Regions from separate parts of the Mus musculus genome. Here all the other regions are linked to region 4. Evidence: chromatin contacts called from public HiCAR-type, Micro-C and promoter capture Hi-C data. All regions are on one chromosome and are shown on one strand. Each heading gives the region's core, a stretch centred on a gene start, on an enhancer-like site or on the middle of the called end of the contact. The rest is flanking DNA. Distances are from core to core; before and after follow the strand shown. Region 1 holds the start of 9430060I03Rik (RIKEN cDNA 9430060I03 gene). Region 2 holds the start of Kif1a (kinesin family member 1A). Region 3 holds the start of Gpr35 (G protein-coupled receptor 35). Region 4 holds the start of Thap4 (THAP domain containing 4). Region 5 holds the start of Rnpepl1 (arginyl aminopeptidase (aminopeptidase B)-like 1). Region 6 holds the start of Capn10 (calpain 10). Region 7 holds the start of Mab21l4 (mab-21-like 4).

Region 1 (2,715 bases), core at 162-2,661, 800 kb before region 4:
CCCAGCTAAGGTAGGCCCTAAGGACCTGTTGATGTCCCACAGCAGCCCTTCCCAGGGGTCCACTAGACTAACATTTTATTATTGGCTGTCCCTTCCCCTCTCAACAGTGTCTGTTTTGGTAGTAGCTCCAGTAACATCTTAGGAAGTCTCTGAGGAAGGCTACTCTACCTTACAGCTTACAGGAAAGATCCTTAAAATGCCTGTCCCCCTCAGGCTGCCCAAGGAACATATCTAAGCCTCTATGAAGTGGGCTTTTCCCAGCTGACAGAGGTGTTAGAGATCTGCTGAGGGCTTGGAGGCAGCAGGAGCCCCACACCCTTGCCCGGAATTCCACAACACCGTGCATCTTCACAAGTGTCACCACATGCTTGTCTTGGCTCTCGGAAGAGGCCTTTTGAGGGCTGCCATAGTACTGAACTATTGCTCTTTGATGTGCATCACCCCCAATGACCTCCAGGAGGCGCAGTTAAGCTGTGGGTCACTCTTTAAGATCATGGGGACATTTCAACTAGACCCTGCCTTCCACGGTCTGAGGAGTTCCAGGTGCCTAGCTGAGGCAGGGATGAAGAATAGGCACCAGGCTGTTGCTTCTCAGGGCAGCCCTGGTTTTGAAGAGTGAGCATAGACCACTGTGGACACCGAGAATGTCAAGGGCTTCCAAGGAGTGGCACTCCAAAGCTCTGGGTACCACCAAGATCTGAAAGTCTGCCTTCCCTTACTAGGCACCTTGGGAAGGTGTTTAGGACACAGGTGGGGACTCTATGAGGGGTTTTAGTGCTTGTGATGTTAGGGTTAAGAGCTCACTGCCCTTGGTATGCCAAGCCCTGTAGTGGCAGTTCCTACTGTCACCTGGCCTGTAGTGGCAGTTCCCACTGTCACCTTGCCTGCAGGACTAGCTTAACTAGGGTGGGAGCAGGCATTAGGGCTTGGCAGGATCTTGGTTGTCAACCTGACAGGAACTTGAGCCACCCAGGAACACCAAGAGTGTCTGTTTTGAGAAGGATAACCGAACTAAGCAAAACCATGCTGAGTGTGGGGAGCACCATCTGGGCTGGGGTCCCAGATGAATAAAAAGACACAAAGCAGAATACCAGAAGTTGCCTCTGCTTCCTGACTGCGGGTGCCCTATGGCCAGCTGCCTTGTGTTCCTGCTGCCTACTTCCCACCACAATGGACTGCGTTACTTTTCGTGAACCAAAATAAACCCATCTAGTTGTTTTAAATCAGGTATTTTGTCATAGCAATGAGAAAAGTAACTTATACAGAATCTTTATAGAAGGGACCTTAGAGGGTCCCCTTACCTCTTCCACCATGAGGCTGCAGCAAGATGACCAGGCATGAACCAACCTCTGGAGCTCCAAGACCTTGGTTTTGGACTTGTAGCCCCCAGAAGTATCAGGTGAGTGTCTGTTGTTTATAAGCCATTTAATATATGAAGCAACCCAGATGGGAACTCCAGGTTCCTGGGAAGAGCTGAGGCTCCTCAACAGAACTCCTCTTCCACGTCCAGAGCGGCAACGTGCCTGCTGAGCAAACTATCTTTGGTGGCAGGGAAGGGCTGAAGGTGGACCCGGCAGATCCAGAAGGGCAGGTTGGGTGTGTTTGTGTGAGAATGTCTCCTTCCTAGGAGACTTTGGCCCCTCTACTAGCCCAGCCCCTTCCCAGCACTATTTCCTGTTCCAGGGTAGTGGGTAAAAGCTTCCCTAGGCTGTGTGCTGCCCAGTCTTGGCTGCCCTTCTCTGACCTTTCTCACCTCTCCTTCCTCCTGAGCTCAGTCGATTTGGAAGGTCCAGAGCCTCTAGGGTGAGTATGGAGTCCTGGTCTTGAGAGCACATGGTCATGGAAGGGCAGCATGGGATAGGAGGTGAAACAGGGTGGGCTGGGCTGCTGGAACCTTGGCAAGCATCAGGTCAGCCAGTAGCCCCATGCTCTGCTACTGCACTCTCCCGACCCCCTCTTCCCTCCCTCCCTTCCCCTATCTGCTCTTCTTTCTTTCTTCCCCCTCACTCCTCCCACCCATAAGCATGCCTTACTAACCTGCAGAGCTCCCTAGGTATGCCTCCCTGGCTTCTTTTGGTACTTGCCAAATTTAACCCCTTTTAGCCTGGAAGAATCACCTTATTCTTGGAAACACGCTGCAGCCAGCCTCTGGGCCCACCACAAAGCCCCGGGTGGAGCTGCTTTCTCAGAGGGCCTTTTCTGCTTTGGTAGGGCAGGCAGGCTGACCTTGCTGGCCGGGAGCATTTTCTGCACGTCCCCCTGGAAGGGAGCTCAAACTTCACCTGCAGAACTTTTAGTCATCCACTTGGTGCTGAACCCCCAGCTACCCTTTTGTCCTCAAACAGCACCCATATAATGCTGCCTTGAGTCTGGGCCTGTTGGCCCTTTGTCTCAGGGGACACAAGGGTGAGGCTCTGTCAAGAATGTGTGCAGTTCTTCCACCCAGACCACAGCTCAGGCTAGGCTTACTTTCAGCTCCTGGGATACTTGCTCCTTTGCAGCTGGCCAGGAGTTTACCTGCCAGAAAGGCATGCCTAGCTTTGGTGCCTATGGTGAAGGCTTCTGGGCCAGGGACCAGTGGCTGTGCTTTGTGGCTGCCCAGGGTCTGGAAAGGTGTCATGTCAGGACACCTGTGTTTGAACCTATGATTGAATCCTAATTGATCTGGGCTTGTCCCTCACCCTCCAGGACCAGCGAGGATACTGAGCAGGAAGC
Region 2 (2,700 bases), core at 11-2,510, 650 kb before region 4:
TGGGGGACGGGTCCTCTGGTCTCTGAGAGAGAAAAAATTCCCATTCCTGGGGACGTGGGCGCGCATCGGGTCCGCGCCCGGGCGACGTCGCGCCGGCGCCCAGCAGGCCCCATGACTTGGCAATCCCTCTGTCCCCTCCCCCTCCCGCTCCCGTTCCTGCGGCCCCCAGCAGCCTGCACCTCACTGCACCGCAGACCCACCCTCTCCCTTAGCCCCAATGTGGTCCCTGTCCCTTCGGGAGCAGAGGGCGGTGGCCTTCCCAAGGGAAGCAGCTGGGGAGAGGAGTGGCTTAATGAGGGAATGCGAGGGTCTTCACAGGCAATGTTCCTAGAGTCAACTGACGCCAGACTCCCCGAGACCTCTGTCATCCCAGACGACGCGTCTCCCAGCCCCCTCCCTCCAGCCTGGGACCACACCTGTTACTGGGGCACTGGCTTTGTAGCCGCCAGGCATGTCTGCTGGTGGTTCCTCCCACACTGTGTCTTTCTGGAAGGGAAATGGGGTCTCTGAAGGGAGGAGCATCGGGAGCACTAGGAGTGATGGGCAGCATTAAGCCAGTGCCTGGCCGTGGCTCCGCATCCCCCGCCCCGCCCGCCTGTTTTGCTGTCGGCTCCAGCATCTGCCCTCCCCCACCAGAGACCAGAGCGGCTGCCCCGCGTACTCTCCCTAGGGCCTGGATCAGCAGCCGTGCCCCGTCTCGACGCCCCTCAGCCTAGTCCTGGTCCCTACTTGGCATCTCTGCCTCCCCTCCCCCGCGGTTCTGTCGCATCCCTCTGGGTAGCTCCTCTGCAGTGGAGGGATACGGGGAAAGGAGGCTGTGCCCAGATCTGCTTGTTCCTCTAGCTGGCGACCTCCACCCACATGGGCCAAGTATCGCGCCTCAGCAAAAGAGTCTTTTCTGTGGCCCTGAAAAGCTTCGCAGGAAGCACTGACACCCCTGAATTCGCCCCTTTGTTCTTCTAAGAGGCGGGGGAAGGTCGGGGGAAGGGAAGCCGCAGCTCCAAGCCCGCGCTTCGGGCTGCGACAAGGACATTGGCGTTGGTCCGGAATCTCCCATCAGATGCACATTTAGTGCGGGTGCCCGATGCCAGGGACAGGTGCGGGATGATGAGCGCGGATGGCGACAGGCCGTGGGGGCAGTAGCCTTACCTCTCAGGCGTCACTGGGGATAGCCGTGCATGGGCACTGGCACCGGGGAGGGTCCCCGATCCTGGAACTGATGCTTCTTACTGCCTGCTCCTGGTGCTGTGACGATGGCACCGCGTGACGGGCTCCGCGCCCCCGACCCGGCCCTCCCCAAGCCCCTCCCGATGCGCTGGTTGGCTGAGCGCTGCGTCCGAGGCTCAGCCGCCAGCTGGTTTGTCGCACAGGGAGAGGGACGGGCAAAGCGGCACAGAAGAGACGAGGTTGGAGCGGGAGGGGGTTGGGGCAGGGCTGTGACATCACCAGTGAGAGGTGGGAGACGGACGCCCGTAATCGGGTGCAGCACCCCCTCGCTCAGCAGTGCCTATCACTCCCAAAGGAGAGGGACCCGGTGGCGCCCAGCTGAACCTGCCTGCAGACCCTGAGCCCTTCCTCATGCTGACTGCTTTCAATTGAAATCATAAAAACTGTAAAACATCCATCTGCAGGACCAAGAGACATCAACACAGGCTTATCGTGGGGGGTGGGGGGAAGGCTAGGATGGGGTTGAGGCGCATCTTTCACTGAAGAGGGGATTTTGGGGCGGGTTAGGGATTTAGACTCCAAGTGTTAACAGGTAGGTCTCAAAAATCTCATCTGGCTTTTGGGCCCTATCACCAGAGAAAAGTCAGAGCGTTGCAGAGAGCTCTGCTGACTGGGTGAAGCTACAGACGGCAGGCTAACCCGCACCTCTTTTCCTCACACATCCTTCCGTCAGGTGGAGATCTCCTCCTTGTCCCCCTCCCTGTTCCATGGGTCCTAGACCATCATCACACACGGTCACTCCAGCCTAAATCCTCAGGACTTCAACCCACACGCTTCCCTGGATCCTCGATGGCAAACCTCAGCCTTCACCAAGTCTCAGATTTTCCTTTTTCAGTGAGGGTTGGCTGGCAGCTGGGTGAATTACAGGGCCAACCACAGCCCGGGGCTGAGTAACTCAGCTAAGGCCTATGGTCAGCTCTCCCACCAGGACTCCCCGCACTGCGGTGGTGGGAGTGATGACATCACGTTACCATAAAACTAGGGTTTCAAGCTTCCTCTTCAAAAAGCTCCTGCCAGCAGCATCCTCTACCCCTGGCAGTTGCTGGGCACTTTAAATGGTTGTCCACTTAATCCACAGCAGCCTGAGTGAGGCGGGGGCCCAACCTCAGTTGGCAACTGTGTAGCAAGAGGCAGCAGCACTGGTAGGCAGCACAGGCCAGATCCCCATCTTCTGACTGAGACTACCCCCTTTCCCGCCCCACCCCTCCAAAGCCGGGGTGGGGGGAAGCTTCACCCCTTTCTGTTCCTCAATATCACCCGAATAAGAATACCTTCAAGGATGGCAGGAACAGAAAGGCACAGTGTTTATGACTCCATTTTCCGCTGCACTTGTTAATCCCGGCACAGCTTTTTCTAGACATTCCTCTCGTTTGGATATTTGAATTGCTAGCATGTGGAGGTATGTTCACTAATTTGGTCCATTGCTGTGACAAGAGCGACTAACAGAAAGAAAGAGTTTATTGTAGTGCATGG
Region 3 (2,700 bases), core at 117-2,616, 780 kb before region 4:
CTCTGTCTCCTAAGTGCTGGGATTAAAGGCATGCACAACAACTGCCTGGCTTAAAAATAGATTGTAGACACAGAATACCCTCTTGCTTCTTACAGCTCTGCAGTGCTCCATGGTGCCAGCATCCTTCCTTCAAATCATAGCCTTGCAGATTGACATGTGAGGTTAAGTGCTGTTACCATTCTGCAGATCTGCACTGCATTGCTGACCTTGAAGCATCCGCTCACCACTTTCTCACTGTTGATGGTAGATTACTAGATATGAGGTTATTGGGTCAGATAATAAATACAGCTCTCGTTGTGCTTGCCGTGTAATGTCCTAGGGATGAGTGAGTCACGCCAGAGGAAGTCACTCTGAGATCATCATCAGACTTTTGGACATGTACCCATTTGCTGGAGGGGTCATGGTGCTGTAGAGAGCTGAATTTGTGCCTGTCCTTTCTTGGTCATGCTGAATAACTTTTTCCTATCTCTAACCTTCCATGCACATACGTTCTTCTGCTTCACTGTCTACCGTCAGCAGCATCTTGCTCAATCTCAGAGGAAGTGGCTCAGAGGGCTGGTGGCCCTGGGGTATCGGGAAGGGTGCTGTGAGAACTCTCAGCTCTGGGTTTCTAAGAGGGCTGCCTCAGTGTGTCTAGGGTACCAATTAAGCCAACTCCTGGCCCACCCAAGACATAGTACCTTATTCTGCCCAAGCAGAAGGCTGGTGTCCTGATGGAGAGATAGGAAAACCCCTCACTGAGAGACTGGCCCCACTTGCCCAGTGTAAGCTTATGGGTGTGACCATTTCACTTGGAGCAGAGTAAGATGTTCACTACACACAACTTTCATAAGCTGGCTTTTTTTTTTTTTTTTTTTTTTTTTTTTTTTTTTTTTTTTTTTGAGAAAGCATTTCTCTGTGGAGCCCTGGCTGTTCTGGAACTAGCTCTGTAGACCAGGCTGGCCTTGAATTCACAGAGATCCTGCCTCTGTCTCCCAAGTGCTGGGATTAAAGGCATTTATTTGCCACTACTGCCTGGCATGAGCTGACATTTTTGTCCTTTCAGATTTTTTTAGTTTGAGGTCTCTGCCACAGTTCAGGACCTGTGAGCATTTATTTTTCCAGAAGCCTGTCAAGGCTCTGGATTAGGGGTGGGAGTGGGGTAGCTAGAGGGGCCCTCAGATTAGAGGTAGATTGACTGAAGGAGATTCTGCTAGAAAGGTATAGTGTTCTTGAAACCCCCTTGAGGCTGGGGAAGGCAGCTGGTGACTGGAGTGCTGTGGAGGGAGACAGCATTGCCAGTAGGGCTTGGCATGAGGCCAGAAGCCAGCCTTCTAGTCAAGAAAGGGGAAGGAGAGCAGAGAGTGTGGGTGAGCAATCTGAGGGCAGTAAAGGGCAATGAGGCCCTGACAAGGCAGGAACTGTGGAGTGGGCAGCACTCAAGTTCTCATCCCACTGTCTCCCACGGGGTTCCACAGAGGTATGGGGCAGTGCTGAAACTGAGCAGCACTTTGAGAAGGCCCACCTGGAGTAGAAGAGTGCTGCCTGAGGTGAGTGAACCACCCCCTACCTCTGTGAGCAAGGTTTCTCTCAGAGGGTAATTATACTTCTGTTGTCTTTAGGGCCCCCATTGACCTAAGCCATCTGTGGGCACAGAGAGACGAGTGGGTGCGAGTTTCCTAGAAGGAAGGGTAATATCCATGCATCTCTCAGGACACATTTGCTACTGGAGGTGGGCACTGGCCTCCTACAGAAAAGGGATGAGTGGGTCAGGAAGAGTGGCTGTTACTGCTACTACTCAGCACCTCCTCACAATGGAGAGCCCTTCAGGGCTAAGAACCCTGGCAGCTCTCCTCAGGACCCTCTCAGGATGTCCACAGAACCCTCTTAAGACTGCTTCAGCATCCTGTCAGACCTTATTGGTGTCCCCTTAGGGCCTCCTCAGGACCCATCTAGAACTCTCCTCAGATTCCCTCAGAATCTCTTCAGGACTCTTTCAGATGTCTCCAGAAGCCTTTTATATTGATCCCCTCATCACTCTCTTAAAGCTCCCTTGAATCAATCCCTTTAGCTTTCGTCAGGGCTCTCTAAGGGCCCCATTCAATACTTGAGGATTCTTCCATGTCTCTTGACCATCCTATAGTAGCTTCTTCCATCAGAGCTCCCAACCACGGTCTGTGCAAGTTTCACCAGCAGAGGACCATAGAGCTAGCATGGCCAGAGGCCAGAGTTGCCCACTGAAGGAATGGACTTGTGCATCAGATCTACATGCTGTTTAAGACAGAAGAGAGGCCAGGAAGATGAAGCCATGATGTGGGCAAAGCCATTCAGACAAAGCAGGGCTGCAGTAATTGTGTGGGGGAATATGCTTAACCAGTTACAGGAGGAGAGAGAAGCCAGGCGTCTGGGAGCAGAGTCCTGAAAGAGCTTTCAGAGAGGAGAGGCAGCCAAGGAGCAGCAGAGCTGGAGCTGTCCAAGGGAGAGTGAGGACCTCTGAGTGGAAGGATGTGCCTTCATTTCAGGAAGCCTGGGCATCGTCAGAGAGCCAAGGACTTCACCAGAGGCTGTAGACTCCCGGGCTCTCAGATAGGACTGACTTCAAAGAGCTTAACCTCAGTGCTTTTCCTGAAACTAAGTTGACTTCTTCTTATTGCCTTTGCCACATTTTTGTTGAAATGGTCATTTTAAATCAGTTTGAGTGGAAAGTACAAGCACAATTGT
Region 4 (2,700 bases), core at 176-2,675:
GATCTGGACGTTGTAAGCAATGTGATCTTATAACCTTTATCAGTGTTTAGTGAGCTAGATTTCTGGAGTTTCCCCGCCCCAATTTGGGCACTGTCTACCCATATACCATGTTAGAACATGGGGAAGCCAACATCAGTCCTTGCAACACTGCCTCATTTTCAACTGTTAACAAAACTTCTGGGGCATGTTCTATGTGAAATTGTTACGGAAACATTCTGGTTGACTTGTAAGATTGTTTAACGTTACTAGGTTTTGTTTTGAACCAGGTCTTAAGGACTGGAGACTTAATGTAACCCTGTGAACTTTCAACAGATACGTGCCATTCCCATCTTTAAATTTTAACACCAAGTACTAAGAGGTGGCAGGATGTGCGAAGTGACTTCCAAGGCAGAGTCCCTTCGCTCGCTGTTCACTCCTGTTGGAAATCACAGGAGAGGACCAACTGAGGGAGTCTCGAAAGCCTTTGGAAGGCGCGGCCCGCACAAGGGCCACCGAGAACCCCCTGGAAAGCCCTTTCCACGGTCATCCCCCGGGCCTCTGCCAGAGTGCAGGATGCGGGAGGTGATCGGTGCCAGTGCCTGGGCCGCAGGACCCCATAGGAAGGCGATGAGGGCTATGGATGCAGGAAGTAGAGCTGCGTGCGCCGGGCCGCACTCCTGCCACACACCTCCGGGCGGGCTTGCCCCGCCGAGGCAAGAGTGGAGAACTGCCCGAAAGCAAAGATCAGGATTAACCTGAGAAGGCGCCCTTGCAGAATACTCCTGAAATTGGCAGGGCCAGCCCAAATCAGTGCGACGCCCGTTGGTGGAGGTGGCGGAGGGGGCCTCCGGCCGCTCTGCCCGAGGCATGGCCGTGCTGGTCCCCAAAGCCGGCGGTCCAAGCCAAGGTCATAAAGCTCCACGACCCGTCCACCTCCCACAGTTACCCTCGGTTAGCCGGCCCCCCACTCCCGGTCCCCGGAGCTCGGCCCGCCGCGCGGCCTCAGTTTCCCCGCGGGCCCCGGCCAGGGCGGGGGCGTGGCGGACCCGGAGGCGGGCCGCGTACCTGTGGAAGGAGACAGCGCGTTTCTCGCCCTTGCCCTGCCTGTTGGAACAGTTCACGGCCGCGCAGCAGATCACCATTGCGGGCCTCGGTCGTGAGCGCCGCCAGGCTCCGATCCTTGCCGCCCGCCCGCTGGCCCGACCCGCCCCGAGGGAGCGCGGCGACACAGCTCGGGACGTGGGCCGCGGCCGAGCCGTACGGCAAGATGGCTGCGCGCTGCCGCCCGCACCACGCTGCGCTCGGACTGCCCGGCCACGGCGCCGGCGTCGCGGCCGCAGCGGGCGGTGAGTCCGTACCGAGACATGCGCGGGTGGCTGTCTGTACGGAAAGATGGCGGCGCCGGAGGAGCGCAGCTCGGGCCGGCTCCCGGGTGTTCCGAAGCGGCGGCGCGGGCCGGGGGCGGGGCGGCCGCGTCCGGTTAGGAACCACACGCGCCGAGGCCCCACCCCCCGCGTGCCCACCGCCGTACGGCGAGATGGCGACGCCCGCGCTTCCGCTGCGCCGCGCTTGGCTGCCGCGGCTTCCCGTCGCCGTGTCGCGCAGTAGTCCGTCGGAGCGACGGCACGGTCAGTCGGCAGCCGGACAGGGAAGATGGACGCAGGTAAGGAGGGCGGACGCCTGCCCTGTCGCGGGCGGGCTCCCGTGGCCGCCCGCTGGGGCGGAGGCCGGTGTGTTGGGCTGGGCGGGCCGCGCCTCCCCGCAGCGCTCAGTACCGGGTTCGCGGGGCCACTCGTCAGCGCCTCGGCCTCCGGCGCTCGGCCGCGGCCCTCGGGGAGCGTCCCAGCCTGTGGGCTCGCGGCTGCGGGCGTGAGGGCAGGGAGTCTGAGGGACGCATCAGGACGCGGGCACCCTGGTGCCCGGAGAGGACCGGTGCGCCGCGAGGGTGGGCCTTGCGGTGTCCATTGAAGAGCCGACCTCTTTAACTTCTGTCAAGTTGTTGGCCGCTGGTCCAGCTACCACAACATGCACATCTTTTGTCTTTGAAGTTCAATAACCTGTGTAGGTGAGCCCCGCTCCTGTTCTGACAGCGGATCAGTCACATGCTACTTTGACTTCTTGAGGTCCTAATACTGGGTTAAGTGTGGGTGGGTTTTGTTTGTTTGTTTGTTTGTTTGTTTTTAACTGACTCTTGCTTCTGAAGCTGGAGAGTGCGGTTCTTTGTTTATGTTGGCCAGAAGTCTTGGAGATGCAAATCTATCAAATAAGTTGTTTGCTAATAGCCCTAAAAATACCCACCCCACCCCATTCCACCCCACCCCACCCCCAACAGAGGTTCTCTCATTCCCTCAGCAGCGTTAGCGGGTTTTTTTTTTTTTTTTTGGTTTTCTTTTTCTTTTTTCCTTTTTTTAATTTAAGAGCGACCTGCCTTCAAGAATCCACTCCTTTGTGAAGGAGTCCTGCTACCTGATTTCATTGTACTTTTCTTGAATGGCGTTGCTTTTGATGGTTTTCTTCTGACAGCTGTGTTAGAGAAGTAGTCGGCTCTTACTTGGGAGTAATGCCTACAGTTAATACACATTTCAGCAGTTTATGGCATCCGTAGCTGGAGGAAGCAGGAACGTTGACTCCCCAAGATGCATGAGCCAGGTGTATATTTTTTTAAGATAATTCATTTTTTTTTTTTTTTTAGAATGAATAACTGAAGCTGTCACACCACAG
Region 5 (2,712 bases), core at 4-2,503, 840 kb before region 4:
TACAATCTACATCATTTGGACAAAAGAAACCCAGGCCAACAGGACAGTCCAATTGAGTTGAGAATCTGAGAATCCCTTCGTAGATAATCTTGTGGACAGGCCACTGGACACCTGAAAGTAGTGATAACCTTAACTCTGGGTCCCTTTACTCTTTTTAACCCAGCTGGCTGCACCCACTCCGTATACAGCCAAGGATGACTGGGAACTATTGATGCTTTTGTCTCCGCCTCCCAAGTGCTGGAATTCTGAGGGGTTTCCATTGAGCCCGGTCTTCCTCCCTCTTGTCCTTGCCTCTGAATGACAACATGAGCCCTGGAGTTCCTGCAGAATCTGAAATGAGGGCTCCAGGAGTGATCCCAGGTACTGCCAGCTAAGAGGGCGCATGGAGACTTAGCCGTACCTCTCACCTGTGGAAAGAGGGCTGGTTCACTTGACTTGCATTTGGGGAGACTGAATCCAGACAGCTGGGCACTCCCCAGAAGTGACACTTCACCCACACTATCAGAGTAGGAGACAGAATGTGTCTCTCCAGAATATTCCCCCAGTTTTAAAAGTTCCTCTCCCTCAAAATCTGTCCCTCCTCCTACCGATAGACAGCAGATCACCTCTGTCCACACCTTGTATTGGTACTGGTATTGGACAGCTCAACCTTTGAACGGTTTTGTTGTGCTAGCCTAAAATGCCCCTGCAGCTCTGTAGCCCTTACATAGGAGCCTCAAGGCAGAACTGCGTTCATCAGTGTGTCTTCACTCCACACACACCTCAACAACAACAAAAAGTCGATCCTAAAACACGGCCAGTGCTACTGACAGCTTCTCTTTATGCCTAATTTGAATCTAAATAGTCACACCTTTATGGACTATGTACTTGACAGCCGTGCATTTTCCCAAGCCGCTTTGCACCCGATGGCTACTGCCCAGGCCAATTGGAGGACTCTGGCGGAATCGCATCAGGGTAACCACAAGAATCATTCCCGGAGTCTGAGGACCGACTGGAAGAGGTGTCACCTGCGTCCCTGCGAAAGCGACGGTCCCGCCTCCAAGACTACCCCGCAAGCCATAGTTGCAGCGCGCAGGCTGAAGATGCCCAGCCTTCCCCAGCGTCCTGCCTCGCGTTCTGCTCCGCCGCTCGCGCCGCGTCTCGGTGCACAGGCCCGGGGCCGCACACAGCGCCCCCGGTGGCTGCCGAGCCCAGCCTGAGCGGGGCGGCGCACGGCGCGGGGACGGGCCGGGCGGCTCCCGGCGCGACTTCCTGTTGTGCCCGCGCCCGGCCGCCACCGCCGCCGCCGCCGCCGCCACCACCACCGCCACCGCCACCGCCACCGCCGCCCGGGCCCCTCGCCCACTGACCGCGGCCTACAGTGGCCGCCGCCCATGGATTTCACCTAGCGCCGGTGGTCATGGCGGCGCAGTGCTGCTGCCGCAAGGCGCCCGGCGCCGAAGCCGCGCCCGCCCGCCCGCCGCCGGAGCCGCCGCCCGCCCTGGACGTGGCCTCGGCCTCCAGCGCGCAGCTCTTCCGCCTCCGCCACCTGCAGCTGGGCCTGGAGCTGCGGCCCGAGGCGCGTGAGCTGGCCGGCTGCCTGGTGCTGGAACTGTGCGCGCTGCGGCCCGCGCCCCGCGCGCTCGTGCTCGACGCGCACCCGGCCTTGCGCCTACACTCGGTCTCGTTTCGCCGCGCCTCCGCCGTCTCCGAGTCGCCGTGCACCTTCGCCTTCCCTGCCCCGGGGTCGGGGCCCCCGCTGCCCGGCTTCGCCGATGCGCCTGGAGCGGAGTCTGCCAGCTGCCCGCTGGCCTTCAGGCTGGACCCGTTCACCGACTATGGCTCCTCTCTGACCGTCACACTGCCTCCCGAGGTGCAGGCGCACCAGCCCTTCCAGGTCATCCTACGCTACACCTCGACCGACGCCCCGGCCGTGAGTCCCGCCCGGGTGGGCTTCTGGATTGTGGGCGGTCAGCGGGGTTTTGAAGGCACCCCTCGTTCATTTCACTGCTGGGCCAGCTGCACCCTGCCCCTGGGACACCTGCAGAGGGCGAGGGGCAGCCTGGACCAAGAGTCTGTCTGCCCTAGGTGGCATATTGCCTACAAGTTCTTCGAGTAGAGCCCCAGGTCCAGGCCCGGTGGACAGTGGAGATACTCAACAGTGTGTTTCTCAGGGGAAGGGGAGAACGACAACTTCCCGTCTTGTACCAGTATCTGGGTACAAGAGCAGCTTCTGGTGGGGCTCTGCTAAGTCAGCTGTAAGAGCCCAGCATTGAGGGGTGTTCTGAGAGCGCCTGATACAGAAGGGCCACCCTGTGACCTGCACCTTCACAGGGCTTGAGGACACCCGGGTCTGTTCTCTGGAGGTGGAACGAGGGACAGTGGGTGACAGACAAGGCCTTGTGAGCTGTGAGGCGTGGCTTTGGGCTCCCTACACTGTATTGTGACATGCTGGGGCAGGTGTGCTCCACCTCCTAATAGACACACAGGGCTCTGCTCAGGCTTTCCGCACAGAGCACCCACCATCCCACAGGTCCCGATGGAAAAAGCAAAGGATGTAAAGCTAGTGTTGGGGTAGCACAGGGCCAATGGGGTTGCAGAATGGAACAGGACCTTTGACTCCTGAAGCACGGTTCCTCCCTCCAGCTCCCCAGGTAGGAGAGAGTGCTCATGTGACATCTACCATGGATACACAGAGCACAGGCAGCAGCTCTGCAGGGCCCTTGGAAGGTT
Region 6 (2,700 bases), core at 107-2,606, 820 kb before region 4:
AGTGGCACCATCTCTGGTCCTGGTTCTATAAGAAAGCAGGAAAGGAGCCAGGAAATAGCGCCCCTCCTTATGGAAAGCGCCATAGGTGAGCAGAATAAACCCTTTCCTCCCCAAGTTGCTTTGGTCATGATGTTTCGTCACAGCAACGGTAACACTAAGCAGCTTTTCCTTCCAGATTCTGGAGGTCAGGCTCTGCCCGTGGCCCAGCCCTGGATATGGATGCGGCCTTCAGGAGCCGTTCTCCTGAGCTAACCACTCATATGAGACTTCTGGGGGTGAACCAGTTTGCATAACTCTTGAGTCGCGGATAACTTGTCACAATTACTCAAGACTTCCTGGAAAACCGAGTCCAGGCTCTTAATGATTCAACTATAGTGCAGCTTTCAGCCCACCAGTCAGTCCCCTGAGTCGAAATTAAGTACTAAATGAAAAAGCATCCCAAAGAGATGTTGGGCTATGTGGCTACTCCTTTTTTTTTTTTTTTTTTTTTTTTAAATAACCTCAATAAAGAGTTAAGTGTCTTGCACCTCAAATCATGGCGCTGAAGCCTAGTGGAGCCAAGGTAACTGTGTCATGCCACAGCAGTAATTGCTGCTGATGCAGGAGCAGCCCAGCCTCTCACTGGGAGAAGGAGCAACTGTCTAGACTCTGAAGCAGCAGGTTATGGGTAAAAGCTTGGCCTGGTTGTTCCTCTTTAGGCAACGGGTACTTGATCTACTTAACTGCACAAACCGCATTTCCTCTGACTACCTTTTATCCAAGACTGAGAAAAAGGGGCCCAGAGGAGGGAAAAAATATCAGAGCAGCCCTAATAGGTGGCAAACTGCAGTCTACAAGGTGTGAAGCCTCGTCGTCTCCCTTCCTGTCTATGAAGCTTCTAGTCTTGATGAAATACATTTGGAGAAGACACAGAGAACAGTCCTTGGCTGATTTGTGTCCTTCCTGGGACCTGGAAGAGTAGGCACCAGAAGGAGAGTGTCCTGTCCCTGACCTCCTCATGGCATCGAATAATCGTGGAGCCGCAAGTCCACGTCCTGGTCACCATCCAGTCTACAAAACCATAGCCAGGCCATTTAAGGCTTCAAGGAATGCTCCAGCCGCATTCCCTGGCCGCTTAGGATCCAGAGCGTCTGAAGCCCAATCGTTTTGAGACAAATGCCCGACCCCGGCAAGTTTCAACCCCAGTGACACCTCTGCCTCCCCAGAACAACGCAACCACCACCGCGACGGAAGGATAACAACGCGATTCGCTGAGCCACTTCCTCACTGGCTCTTTCAGAAGACAGGGAGGAACCACCGCTTTGCCAAGTTCCTGCCTCACACCGGAAGGAGCGAAGCACGCTGGGAAGTAGACAACGCCTGTGATCAGCGACGTATGCTGGGAACGGCGCTGCATGCTGGGATAGCATTGACAAAGCGATCTAAACCAAAGTGACTTTTCAGCTTCCTGTGGTCACTGAGACTTCGATTTCAAGTGGCTACAGCTGCGTTGTCCCGAGCACTAAAGCATACGGACATCAGGCTAGCACTGCCCAGTTAGAAACGCGGGGACCACGCCCTCGTGCGAGAGCAGAACCTACCAGTCCTGCACGGTTCTGCGCTGCAGCTCGTGCGTGATTAGGCAGCTCTGTCATATGACGCAAGCACGGCTCCTGGTTGGCTCCAGCCGGGTTACCTAGACAACGGAGCTTGCGGCGCTAGGCTGCTCTGCACCAGTAGGTCTCCCGGGCTAAGCAAACACGGTTTGCAGTGAAGGCCGCGCACTCGCTCCCGGGCGGCGACCGAGTCCACGGGCCGCAGATGGGAGCCCAGGGCGCCGAAGATGCGGGCGGTCCGGGCCGAGACGCCGGCGCGGGAGCTCTTCCGGGACGCGGCATTCCCCGCCTCGGACTCCTCGCTCTTTTACAACTTGTCCACGCCTCTGGCCCAGTTTCGGGAGGACATCACTTGGAGACGACCCCAGGTGCAGCAGGGTCTCTTGCCTGGGCGGGTGTTGTGGATATGTTTCTCACGGAGATGGACCCCGGGGTTAGCAGGACCTCGCCTTCAAGCCTATTCAGAAAAGGTGATAGCCAGCCCTGAGAATTCAAATGAGGAGGACAGAAGCAATCGAAAGGCTTGTCTTTTAGATGTTATCTTGGGGTTTCTACTAAAATACACTCCTACCCAAAGTCAGGTAGTAGGGAGCTGTTTTGATATTAAGGGATTAGAAGCAGTATTTCCAGCACCATCCCACCACCTAAGTTTTGTCGGGTGTAATTCAGCGCAATCTTTCTTGGCTTTGCACTTTGCTCTACATTTCTTCTAGTAGCTTTAGGGTATGAACACCAAAAGGTAGCACAGAACACGGGGAGCGTTGTGCTTAACAACTGGGAAAACCTAAGGAGCTGCTTTTCAGGGCTCCCTTAAATGGCACAGGCAGGTGGAACTATGTATTGTTATTTTAGCGTCCATGCATGCAACTCACAACAGTGTTACCCCTCATAGCCAGAAAGGGCTGTGGTAGGAGGGCTTTGGTTTTTTTGGTTTTTTTGGTTGGTTTTTTTTTTTTTTTTTTTTTTTTTTTTTTGCCTTGTTGCAGCTTAAATGGATGGATTGTTCAAGCCTAGTGTTTTTGTTGGTGTTTTTTAGACGTGGCTTATCAGCAGAAAGACTACTGGGGGACAGCCTGTCCCACATGCATGTAGTGCTAACAGTGAC
Region 7 (2,700 bases), core at 5-2,504, 590 kb before region 4:
TGTGGTGCTTGCAATGTACAATGGCAGCCACCAGAAGATCTTTGAGGACACACAGGACTTTACTGGGTACAAGGTGGCCACAGCACTTGTCTCTGTCCTCTGAGGAGACACTGAAGATGTCAGCAGTCATCCATGGCTCCAGGCCAGATGCCTCCTTGAGGACACCCAGGCGACAGATTGCAGGGCCATCCCCTGGCTCAGTGGCTTCTGACTCCTCGATCAGGAGAGCCTCCGAATCCACCCCCAGGAGCACCTCCACATCCAGTGGGTCCTCTGAGGAACGCAGGGCAAACTGGAAGGCCTCCAGGTCTCTAGAATAGTCAACAATGAAGCGGGAGTCCAAGGCATGGACGCGTTCCAGCACCGTAAGCAAGATATTCTCCGCTCTCTGGTAGTCCTGGACACGGGGTGACTCCCGTGACTGGATGGCCAACAGGTAGTGATGCCACAGGGGCACCTGCTCCGCCATGTCTGGAGCAAAGACACAGGGAGCAGGCATCTCTGAGCCAGGCATCCCTGAGCCGAGCAGCAGGCAGCAGGGCCCCGCTGGCTCTTGGGGACCGCTCTCGAGCTTGTGTAGACTGGCTCGGAGGAAGAGGTACCTGCCCAGGTGAGGAGCAGGTCTGCAGGCAGGGCTCAGCTCTCCACAGGCAGAGTTCCAGAGTGACAGGCTTCTCGCAGCAGGTTAAATAGCTGAACCAAGGCCAAGGCCTTTGAAGTGGGGTGAGTCAGTACCTAACAATTAAGAGTATCACAGGGGGCTGTCGGAGGAGGAGGCGGAGGCCCTACTCACCACTCTCCTCAGTCTCTACTCCTTCCTGAATCTTGGGCCCCAAACACAATGGCTTAACCCGAAAGAGGGGGTGTGTACCTCATGCTTCACACTCCACCCCAACCCAAAAGCTAGTCACAGTGTCTTTGTGAACTGGGTCTTCCTTGTCCTGCCTCCCTTCTCATGGCTCAGAAGCTCATGGCTGCCAGACCCTGTGTGGGTCCCAGGTCTTGCTCAGGAAGCTTGGGAGAAGAGCCACCCTCAGGTCAGACCTGGGCAGTGTCTTCTTAGCATTCCACAAATACCAGTGTAAATCAACCCTCCTCCAGCGGCCATCCATATAATTGGCCAGCTCAGCCCCTCAGGCTGCCCAGCCATCCTTCCAGCCTCCCTCTGAGAAGACCTAATGCTCACCTGGCCAGGAGCTGGGGCCTTCTAGGAGAAGCAGTCTCTGGCTCTGCCTCACGGCTGGAAAGTCTCACCATACAAACCCCTCCATACCTGCCAGTGGGTGCCCTGCCCGGTGCCGCCTCCCTGCTCAGAGTTGTGCAAGTCCAGACTGGCAAGAAGGAGCCGCCCCTATCGACCCTTGGCCCCTAGAGGAGGCCCAGTGAGAGGAGGCAGTTCAGTTTCTAGTCTGCAAACAGCCTACAGGTTGACAGCCTAGCAAGCGTCATTGGAGGTGCCATCTCTGCAGCCACACTGCGATGGTCTCAAACCCCAGAGAGCAGCATTGAGTCAGAGTTAGCAGATGGCAGGGTAGGAAAACTGCCCTGCTTAGAGGGGCTGCTCAGAGCCTCTGGCGGGGTGGGGTGGGGGGCTTGCAACCTGTGAGCAGGCCTTCTGCTAACCTCCTTGGGTAGAGATAGGCATCCCTGCAGCCTGCCCTGGCTCTGGCGATGGGGATGCCCAGAATATGGCTGCCCAAGGCTGTTCAGGTTCCAGAGGCCTGGCTTCCTCTACCTGTCACACTGCATTTGCTATGCCCTACCCCACAGTGTCCCCACCACTGTGGTCTGTGGGAGGTGGGTCCCACCGCACTATAGAATCCAGCTCTGAAGTCGCCTCGGCAGCCAGGCCAGGAAGTTCCTTCCTTGCTTGGAACCTGGGCTTTCCAGCTTTTCTATGCAGCCTCACCGGAGCCTCTTAAAGTCACCTAGGAGACCACGCCACCCCTAAGCAAGGCGCTGCCTAAGCTTCTCACCCTCTGTGCTGCCCTCCCATTCTGTGACCTGGTATGCCCGGCAGGCCAGAATGCTATCTGTCCTTTCTTACTTAGCCCCTCTGGTGAGGAGCCATAGTGAGCTCTCCATGGCTGGGACAGTGTCATCATTGTCGTCACTGTCCTCCTCCTCTCCCTCCCCTCCCCCTCCCTCTTCTCCTCCATGTATTCCACATCTGGGCTTGACGTCAGCATTCAGAACAGGCAGAATAGATGTGAACAGTGAAGAGCTGGCCCTGAGCTCGGCTTGGACACATGAGGACAGCACAGGGATTCAGTAGAGAGAGGAAGATGGAGTTGGTGGCAGTGTTCGGGACCCACAGGGCGGACCCAAGCCTGCCACCTTGCAGACCCGAGAGTGTTGATATGTAAAACAGGGGAAATGGAGGAGACAGTGAGGTCAGAAGTGGTCAGCGTAGTTCTTGGAGCCCACGGATGTCACAAGGGCTTGGTTACTAAACCACAAACATATTGATTCACCCCTCAGTGTAGCACAGGGACAAGAACACTGGCTCCAGACCTCAGGAATTCCCAAGTGCTCTGGGAGAGGCTGGCAGGGAGGGGGACATTCCAGTCTGAACGGAGTGCATGAAACGGATTTCAGTAAGTATGTGGTGTAGGCTCCACAAGGCCTCGACATATCACACATGTCCCGATGGCTGTCTACAGACTACACGGATGTTGCATAGAGACATTGTGAGTCCCC

The links. Promoter capture Hi-C pulls out the DNA fragments that hold promoters and counts their contacts. Hi-C and Micro-C count contacts between places; a contact is called where the count stands out from the background. HiCAR-type assays count read pairs that join an accessible place to other places. Capture Hi-C pulls out chosen DNA fragments and counts their contacts.
Region 1: a promoter capture Hi-C map of pre-B cells shows a contact between it and region 4, with 8 times the contacts expected there. The contact joins the promoter of 9430060I03Rik here to the promoter of Thap4 in region 4. A contact is called at or near these places in 12 of 39 promoter capture datasets (the 3T3-L1 cell line, the C10 cell line, the HPC-7 cell line and 7 more), 1 of 115 datasets of contacts at active chromatin or transcription factors (embryonic stem cells) and 1 of 9 other capture datasets (embryonic stem cells).
Region 2: a contact with region 4 is called in a HiCAR-type map of astrocytes, with 2.7 times the contacts expected there. The contact joins the promoter of Kif1a here to the promoter of Thap4 in region 4. A contact is called at or near these places in 14 of 39 promoter capture datasets (the C10 cell line, the HPC-7 cell line, cranial neural crest and 8 more), 6 of 115 datasets of contacts at active chromatin or transcription factors (astrocytes, embryonic stem cells and large pre-B cells) and 1 of 9 other capture datasets (adipose tissue).
Region 3: a promoter capture Hi-C map of liver shows a contact between it and region 4. The contact joins the promoter of Gpr35 here to the promoter of Thap4 in region 4. A contact is called at or near these places in 4 of 39 promoter capture datasets (cranial neural crest, hippocampal neurons, pre-B cells and 1 more) and 1 of 9 other capture datasets (liver).
Region 5: a Micro-C map of embryonic stem cells shows a contact between it and region 4, with 2.0 times the contacts expected there. The contact joins the promoter of Rnpepl1 here to the promoter of Thap4 in region 4. A contact is called at or near these places in 3 of 39 promoter capture datasets (cranial neural crest, liver and pre-B cells), 3 of 484 Hi-C or Micro-C datasets (CD4 T cells and embryonic stem cells), 1 of 115 datasets of contacts at active chromatin or transcription factors (extraembryonic endoderm stem cells) and 2 of 9 other capture datasets (adipose tissue and liver).
Region 6: a promoter capture Hi-C map of pre-B cells shows a contact between it and region 4. The contact joins the promoter of Capn10 here to the promoter of Thap4 in region 4. A contact is called at or near these places in 7 of 39 promoter capture datasets (the C10 cell line, the HPC-7 cell line, cranial neural crest and 3 more), 1 of 484 Hi-C or Micro-C datasets (uterus), 3 of 115 datasets of contacts at active chromatin or transcription factors (the SCID.adh cell line, double positive thymocytes and memory CD8 T cells) and 3 of 9 other capture datasets (adipose tissue, embryonic stem cells and liver).
Region 7: a contact with region 4 is called in a promoter capture Hi-C map of embryonic stem cells, with 6 times the contacts expected there. The contact joins the promoter of Mab21l4 here to the promoter of Thap4 in region 4. A contact is called at or near these places in 9 of 39 promoter capture datasets (the C10 cell line, cranial neural crest, embryonic stem cells and 4 more), 3 of 115 datasets of contacts at active chromatin or transcription factors (embryonic stem cells and large pre-B cells) and 1 of 9 other capture datasets (embryonic stem cells).

What each region holds. Positions count from the first base shown.
Region 1 is chr1:92,949,179-92,951,893 of GRCm38.p6, forward strand. It overlaps 9430060I03Rik (RIKEN cDNA 9430060I03 gene), which reads right to left and starts at 1,412. Exons shown (of 2, transcript NR_015525.1): 1 at 1,302-1,412. It also overlaps a transcript of Gpr35 not described here.
Region 2 is chr1:93,100,614-93,103,313 of GRCm38.p6, forward strand. It overlaps Kif1a (kinesin family member 1A), which reads right to left and starts at 1,261. Exons shown (of 49, transcript NM_001368847.1): 1 at 1,150-1,261.
Region 3 is chr1:92,971,753-92,974,452 of GRCm38.p6, forward strand. It overlaps Gpr35 (G protein-coupled receptor 35), which reads left to right and starts at 1,367. Exons shown (of 2, transcript NM_001104529.1): 1 at 1,367-1,529.
Region 4 is chr1:93,753,413-93,756,112 of GRCm38.p6, forward strand. It overlaps Thap4 (THAP domain containing 4), which reads right to left and starts at 1,426. Exons shown (of 6, transcript NM_025920.3): 1 at 1,045-1,426. The coding sequence starts at 1,121. It overlaps Atg4b (autophagy related 4B, cysteine peptidase), which reads left to right and starts at 1,493. Exons shown (of 13, transcript NM_174874.4): 1 at 1,493-1,642. The coding sequence starts at 1,633.
Region 5 is chr1:92,909,572-92,912,283 of GRCm38.p6, forward strand. It overlaps Rnpepl1 (arginyl aminopeptidase (aminopeptidase B)-like 1), which reads left to right and starts at 1,254. Exons shown (of 11, transcript NM_181405.4): 1 at 1,254-1,912. The coding sequence starts at 1,400. It overlaps 5033417F24Rik (RIKEN cDNA 5033417F24 gene), which reads right to left and starts at 1,193. Exons shown (of 2, transcript NR_138578.1): 1 at 1,008-1,193; 2 at 1-407.
Region 6 is chr1:92,933,052-92,935,751 of GRCm38.p6, forward strand. Capn10 (calpain 10) reads left to right here and starts at 1,357. Exons shown (of 12, transcript NM_011796.2): 1 at 1,357-1,963. The coding sequence starts at 1,823. It overlaps 9430060I03Rik (RIKEN cDNA 9430060I03 gene), which reads right to left. Exons shown (of 2, transcript NR_015525.1): 2 at 475-2,052.
Region 7 is chr1:93,159,616-93,162,315 of GRCm38.p6, forward strand. Mab21l4 (mab-21-like 4) reads right to left here and starts at 1,255. Exons shown (of 6, transcript NM_001159940.1): 1 at 1,187-1,255; 2 at 1-735. The coding sequence starts at 514.